Regions from separate parts of the Sus scrofa genome. Here region 1 is linked to region 2. The links are chromatin contacts, called in public HiChIP or PLAC-seq maps. All regions are on one chromosome and are shown on one strand. The core of a region is the stretch at or near the end of the contact, and the rest is flanking DNA. Distances in the headings are between cores, read along the strand shown.

Region 1 (3,440 bases), core at 637-3,136, 99 kb before region 2:
GAGCCCAGCTGCTGGAATTCACGGGCCAACTCTGAGTCCCCTCCCGCCACCTGTCTTCGTGCCCAGAGGGCCCCCTCCCCTTCCCGCCCTCCCGCCAGAAGGAGCCCCGCGCCCCCTCCATAGACACTCGCCTCGGGGAGAGAAACCTCTGCGAGGCTCAAGCTCACACAGACTGAACAGGAGCAAATGCCAGCAGTCTGCACACACACGGAGCCTCTTGGCCGGGAAAACGGCCCCCTACCCACCTACGTTCTTTCCGAAATTCGTCCACAGTCAGGGAGACCTACCCCCCAATAGCCCCCCATAAACACGCCCCACACACATCCATATTCCACATATCACACACACATGCACACACACACACACGTACACACGTGCACACATCTCACACATACCACATGCACACACAGATATACCCCACATATGTACACACATCACACACACAACATACGTACACATCACATGCTATATACCTAACGCACACAACACCACACACCACACACACACACAGCACATACGCCCACACCGCATGGCATCTTTGAAGTGTGATCCCAGAATTGCCCCCAGTGTGAAGTTCACAGTGATTTGAAAACAGCTGAGGGAACATCCTTCTCTTGGTCACGAGAAGAGCCAGCCCCTCCAGCGCCACCTCAGCTGAGAGGCCCGGCGGACAGGGCGCCAGGCTCTGCAAACACGGCGCCTCGAGGCCCACATTCCATCCAGGCTTCATGAGACAGAAACGCCCCCCATGGCCCCACCTGGTGCCTCAGTAGGGAGCGGTCCACCTGCCAGCCCCCACATCTCAACAGCGGCCAGGGACTGTCCCCCAAAATGGGGATCGCCAGGACTTGCCAAGGATAACTGTGCCCAGGAGGCCCGGACAGTTAGAATGGGGGTGACTAGATTGAGCCCCCTTTAGTCTAGGGGTTGGCTCTAATTCTGCCGGCAGGCAGGGGTGATCCCGCTTCTGTTCGAATACTTCTAAGGATGGGAGGCCCCTCCTTTGTAAAGTCAGCCTGCTCTCTTATTGAGAATATGCTTCATTCTTGTATTGATGCAAAATCTGCTTTCCGGAACTTTGACCCACGGGTCCCAATTCTGCCGAAGGGCCTCCTCGTCCCGCCAGGCAGGAAGACCCGTATTGGCTCAGAGGGTTACAAACCCGACCAGTACCCATGAGGATGCCCCAGGCCTTGCTCAGTGGTGAAGAATCCAGCTTTGCTGTGGCTGTGGTGTAGATCAGTAGCCCTGCGGCTCCTATTCAACCCCCAACCTGGGAACCTCCATATGCTGCACATGAGGCCCTAAAAAGAAAAGAAAAAAAAAAGACACACAGTCACTGTGGTATCTCAGAGACCCTTCTGTGGGCAACATCTCTTATACGGTAGTTGCTCAGTGAAATCGTGAACAAATTTAGGGTTTTGTGGAAATACTGGACAAGGCCCTTGGCCTCCCTGGAACCCTGAAGGTGGACTCCAGGCCAGAGGCCTCATCCACACCCAGCCCCACTGTCCACACCTGTGACCAGCAGACCCTGCCCAAGGCAGAAATGCCTGTGGAAGGCCACATGGGGGCCAGAACACTTGTCCCCACCCCTCCTCGGGTTGTGCCATGTGCTGGAGTCAGGCTGGCCACCACTCTCCCTGCGGGGGCAGAATGCAAGGGAGAGATTTCTGGAACAGAGCCCATGTCTCAGGCCGCACTGGCGGCCGCGAACTCAGCCTATTGTGGTTCTCCTTCCCTTCGCAGGGCTTTTATTGGTATTTCCCACTGGTCTTCCAGACTAAAAAGAAATCTTCAGAAACCACAGGAAGGGGAGGAGGGCTGGAGAGGAGCCCTGCAGGCCAGCTGCTTCTGGAAGTCGCTGATCTCCAAACAGGAAGGCTGGTCTTTCCTGTTTAGACATCGTGTCTGCCTAGAGGAAGTTGTGACAAAGTAACAGTAATAATGACATCAGCCCCCGATGTGTCCACATCCCTCCTATCACAAATGGCTGTTTGTGCAGGGCGTGCCAAACCTGGTGGGCACAGCTCCACTGGGGCTCTAGGGGCAGATGATGAGCTGTGGAGTTTGGAAGGCTTGACCGGGGAGGGGATCCCTTGGGGACAGTCCTGGATGCCCACGGACCCTTTGGGACCAGGGAGAATGGGCCTTTGGGCAGAAGGAGAAAGCCGTGGGGTCAAGCTTTGTTCTCAGCCAGGTGCCAGCCCCGCCCAGCCCATGCCAGCTGGCAGACCTGACCCAGCAATTCAGCTCCTCTGGATGCTGAGCTGGAGAAAATCCCCAGCTGCTCTGCGCGCATGGCCCGTATTGCCCAGACTCTTGACCGTTTTCCAGCCACCTGGAGCCACCTGGCGGAAGTGCATTGGCTCCCAGTGCAAGCGTCACTGAATCTTGAGAAGAGGGCTCGGAGTTCCCGCTGTGGTGCAGCAGGTTAAGGACCCAGTGCTGTCTCTGTGGTGGTGCAGGCACCACCCAGTACAGTGGGTTCAGGGCCCAGCATTGCCGCAGCTGTGGCGGAGGGACAGCTGCAGCTCAGCTTCCATCCCTGCCTGGGAACTTCCACATGCCTTGGGTGTGCCCAAGAGGGGATGAGGCGGGGGTAGGGGGAGGGAGACTGGGTTTCCAGTGGGAGAAGCCGTGGGTTCCAGGCCTGATCCAGCTCTTTGGGAGCTGCGTGGCTCCACTTAGCAAAACCTCTCATCCCCTTAGCAGCTGCTGCTAAGGTGCCCTCTGTCCGGTGCAGTCACTGTCCACATGTGTGTGCTCAGGGCAGTTCTGCTTTCTGCTGAGAGCTGCCCCTACGTGTGTCTGTACACACACAGGGGACCAGAAAGACAGCGTGATGTGGTTCCCAGGATCCAGCGTGGCCTTGGGGGTGGGGTGGGGGGAGGGGACCGTCTCTGCTCTCCCTTAGCTACCGAGAGGGAGCCTTCCCCCCACCAACGCCACCAACGCCACCAACGCCAGCTCTCCCTCATCTGTTTTTTCCTTTTTTCCTTTCTTTTTTTTTTTGGCCACTCCGCAGCACATGGAAGTTCCCAACCCAGGGACCGAACCCAAGCCATAGCAGTGACAACGCCAATTCCCCAACCCCTAGGCCACAGAGGAACTCCAAGCGTGGCCTTTGAGTGGCATTTAAATTAATAGAGCCCTAGAGGGAATGCTGGTTAAACACCAGAAGACACTTGCTGAGCGTGAGGATTGCGTGTGGAGATTCTGTTTCTTCTGTGGCTTTGTTTCAATTCTTTTCGGATGTTTCAGCTCCGCCAGGAAGAACTAACAAAGGAAACCCAGGCACCTGCTCACACAAGCGACTTGCACAACCCCAGGGCATCTGGAGAGCTGTGTCCAGTTGGCTCGCATTAATAGTGTCTTCTGTCCGGTCACAATAAGCAGCCTGCCTCTGCTGGGCTGTCTTGGTGCTTTAACTCGATGCT
Region 2 (3,468 bases), core at 828-3,327:
TTCAGCATATACACTGATCTTCCTGAATATATATTTCAACAGCACCATCATTAGATCGTCATTATTAAAGTAGTTTTCAAAGATTTCTCTTCCAAATTCATCCACCAAATTTATCACACCACAAAACTTCCCCACTTCCTCCCACAGTAAGTGAGCTGTATCCATGGCAGCAATGCCCTTAAAAGAGACAGAGTAGTATATCCGTTTATATTTGAGTTCCTATCGCAGACGACTTCCAATTCTATTAAACGGCAATTGTTTCTTTTAACCCTAAGTCTGAAGACTTGTGTTCATTTGCATAACTAAGAATATACAAAATAAAAGTAGAGTTTTCTATATCAGAAATGTCAATCTAGGGAGTTCCCGTAGTGGCTCAGTGGGTTAAAAACCTGACTAGTATCCATGAGGATGTGGGTTCGATCCCTGGCCTCACTCAGGGTTTAGGATATGGCGCTGCTGTGAGCTTCGGTGTCGGTCAAAGACACGGCTCGGTTCCGGTGTTGCTGTGGCTGTGGTGTAGGCCGACAGCCACAGCTCCGACACGACCCCTAGTTCCAGGAACTTCCACAAGTTGAGAGTGCGGCCTTAAAAAAAATATGTTAATCTATAATCTTTCAAAAAAGTTCTAGAAGACAGTCTTCTGATAAGCCGTTATCTAACGCAAGAACCAGGCAGCCAAGACATTCACTTAGACTCTGCAGCAAGTCTTGAAGGAAACACAATAAATATAACAAATATTCGCAAAGCTGTAAGTCTATTACCATGGTTCCAACCCTTCCTGCAAATTAAAATCACTTCAGTTATATAAAAAAAATTTATAGACCCAGGGCCCTGGGCCCAGAGGTTGATTTAATTCATATTTTAATGGGGTGTGGGCATTAGCATTTTAAAACGCTCCCCAGATGATTTTAATGTACTCCTAGGGTTGAGGACCATTGATTTATTCTTTATTTAATTAATGCTGATCAATTTATAAGAGCAAGCAATTGCTACTGAAGAGTATTCAGCATGGGTTCAGGAAATATTGCTTGAAATGCAGAATAATGCTGTCTATTCAAAAACTCCACATTAGGGGTGTGTGTTATAGTATTTGGATTATCTTTACTTCTTTGGGGTTATAATGAAAAGAGGTCTCATCTGTATCATATTTGAAGTTTACGGGGCAGGGATGAGGGTCCAGGGAAGAGAAATCCTTAATGAGACATGAATTTGAGAGACAAGAGTGCAGGATTCATGTGGAACAGTGTTGTGGGAATACAAAACAACTTGTCACATAGCCTCAATTACTCATGGATCATTTGAATAATGTGTAGGCTATGGCCAATTTGACTAATGAGCTTATTTAGCCCTCAAGAAAAATATATCCCCAGCACCTGGTCAATCTCCAACATGAAGTCTCAAGCCTCTAGTAAAAGAGTAGTTCCCTAAAGTTTTGTGCCAAAAAAAAAAAAAAAAAAAAAAAAAAAAATGAAGGAGAAGGAAGAAGGGAAGAAGATAGGAAGGAAAGGGAGTTCCCTGGTGGCTCAGCAGGTTAAGGATCTGGCATTGTCACCGCTGTGGCTCGAGTCACTGCTGTGTTGAGGGTTTGAACCCTGGCGGCTCAGCAGGTTAAGGATCTGGCATTGTCACCGCTGTGGCTCGAGTCACTGCTGTGTTGAGGGTTTGATCCCTGGCCCCAGAACTTCTTGCATGCCATGGGCGTGGCTGAAAAAAGAAATAAAAGGAGGAAGGAAGGCAAAGAAAGAGGAAGGGCAAAGGAAACGAAAGAGAAAATGAAAGAAAAAATACTCCTGCTTCGGACGGCATTTTTAATTCTAGAGTCAGACGACCTCCAGACGGCAGGCTGCTCTCTAGACTCACATCCCCATGAAAACAGAATGAACTACAGGATGCTTTGGTGATAAACAGGACCCCCAAGGAGTGACGGATCTATCTTTAGGCCATAAGATTTCATCTGAAATTATCTGGCCTCAACTAAAACCGCAAAACAGGCAACTTTACAATCGAGCAACCTCTCTGTGTGACTACAGTTCTTCCCTAGTAGAACTAGGATCATGTTACCGAGCTTACGGTGTGTTGCTGAAGAGATCGCAAGCACGTCTAAAGACACCATGAATGTCTGATACTTCACACCTCTCAAAACCTCAAAACTTAGCAGCTCAAAGGAAAAAAACCACCACCGAGATCAATGAAAATGAGAAAATACCACCTCCACGCATGGTGAGGCCCAAGAATGGGAAGGAATCTTTAAAACGTCTTCCATAAAGCCCCAAACTGAGATCAATCACCATAAAGCACTTGAAAGCTGTTTGATTTACATGGTAACGTGTTGTTTCTTAATATCACACTCAGACGTATCCCACTAATGCTAAGTATCCGACACCAGGCTCCACTCCCCGCTGCTTTGTGAAGTTTGAGAAGTAGCAAATCAGATCTCCTAGAGCAGCTCCAAATGGGTTCCTCCCTGCAGGGCACAGCGAATAAAGGCTCAGGGGTATCCTTTAGTCTACAGGCAACTTGAGAAACATATCTCAAGGTATCTGTTATGAGGCACAGTGCAAGACCTCCTTGGACTGAGAGAACGCTGAGATTTACTTGAAACTTAGAAAAACACCAAATTTTGCCTGTTATTCTTACTTGAATTGGATCAGTAAAGTAACTCTTAGCAAGAGTCTGGGTACATCTTTCATAAATCTTTTCCTCTTCCTTACTTAAATTACCACTATAAATGTTGGCCAATTCTATTTGCTTTCCTGAGTATGTTAGATGAGCTGAAATGACATTTATATTGTGCACGTGGCGTTCTTGTTTGCTCACAAAGGTAATGAAATCCTATTTTTCAGTTAAATGGGAGCATGTCCTCATTTGGCAAGCATATAATAAGCACCTAGTGTGTTCCCTGTGAGTCGTTTTCGTGGAATCGAGTATGTGAGCCTGAAATAAGTGAGCCTGTTAAATAGCGATTAAAATGATATACAAATAGAAATTGAGAGAGCAAAGGGCCATCCTCTGCCCCGAGTCCTATTTTTCTCATATACTTTAGCTGCTTTGTTTTATATTTTTTCTGAAAGGCTGAGAGGTTAAGCAGTTCATTTGTCTTTTGATCCTAAACACCCAGTTTTATTTCCTGTGTTGGGATGTGGTCAGAAATTGTAAGTTTTAAGAAATGAGAAATGTTCACGTAGCCAGTGTGTCAAGGCTGTCTGTCCACCATGGGTACGGAGCTGTAAGAGTTACAACATTTGTACTGTTCAGATGCTCTGATCCAACCCCAGAACTCAAAGCAGTTAGAGTCGAAGGGACAGAACTGGTGCAGAGCAAACTCTGAAAAGCAGACGTCCCCCGTTTGCTAAAAAGGTTGAGTGATTCAATACAAACCAAAGAGACACCTCGGATTAGGCTGAGTGTCGGATGGAAGCTCCTTGCGGGGCAGTAGGTTAAGGATCTGGCATTGCCATAGCTGTGGCA

The links. HiChIP or PLAC-seq counts read pairs in DNA pulled down with a chosen protein or histone mark.
Region 1: an H3K27ac HiChIP or PLAC-seq map of skeletal muscle shows a contact between it and region 2. The contact joins two enhancer-like sites. A contact is called at or near these places in 12 of 47 Hi-C or Micro-C datasets (adipocytes, alveolar macrophages, embryonic fibroblasts and 7 more) and 2 of 2 datasets of contacts at active chromatin or transcription factors (alveolar macrophages and skeletal muscle).

The regions. Positions count from the first base shown.
Region 1 is chr10:11,739,982-11,743,421 of Sscrofa11.1, reverse strand. No RefSeq gene overlaps it. Among named protein-coding and RNA genes, the nearest start is that of WDR64, 94 kb to the left of the region's middle. Within about 2 kb of position 1,886, at least 31 of the 83 cell types and tissues checked have an H3K27ac peak or open chromatin away from gene starts, as enhancers often do. A contact at or near this core is called in alveolar macrophages, mesenteric adipose tissue, omental adipose tissue and 2 more, where this site is marked.
Region 2 is chr10:11,640,945-11,644,412 of Sscrofa11.1, reverse strand. All of the region lies in intron 1 of DISP1 (protein dispatched homolog 1), which reads right to left. Among named protein-coding and RNA genes, the nearest start is that of DISP1, 120 kb to the right of the region's middle. Within about 2 kb of position 2,077, at least 19 of the 83 cell types and tissues checked have an H3K27ac peak or open chromatin away from gene starts, as enhancers often do. A contact at or near this core is called in alveolar macrophages, mesenteric adipose tissue, omental adipose tissue and 2 more, where this site is marked.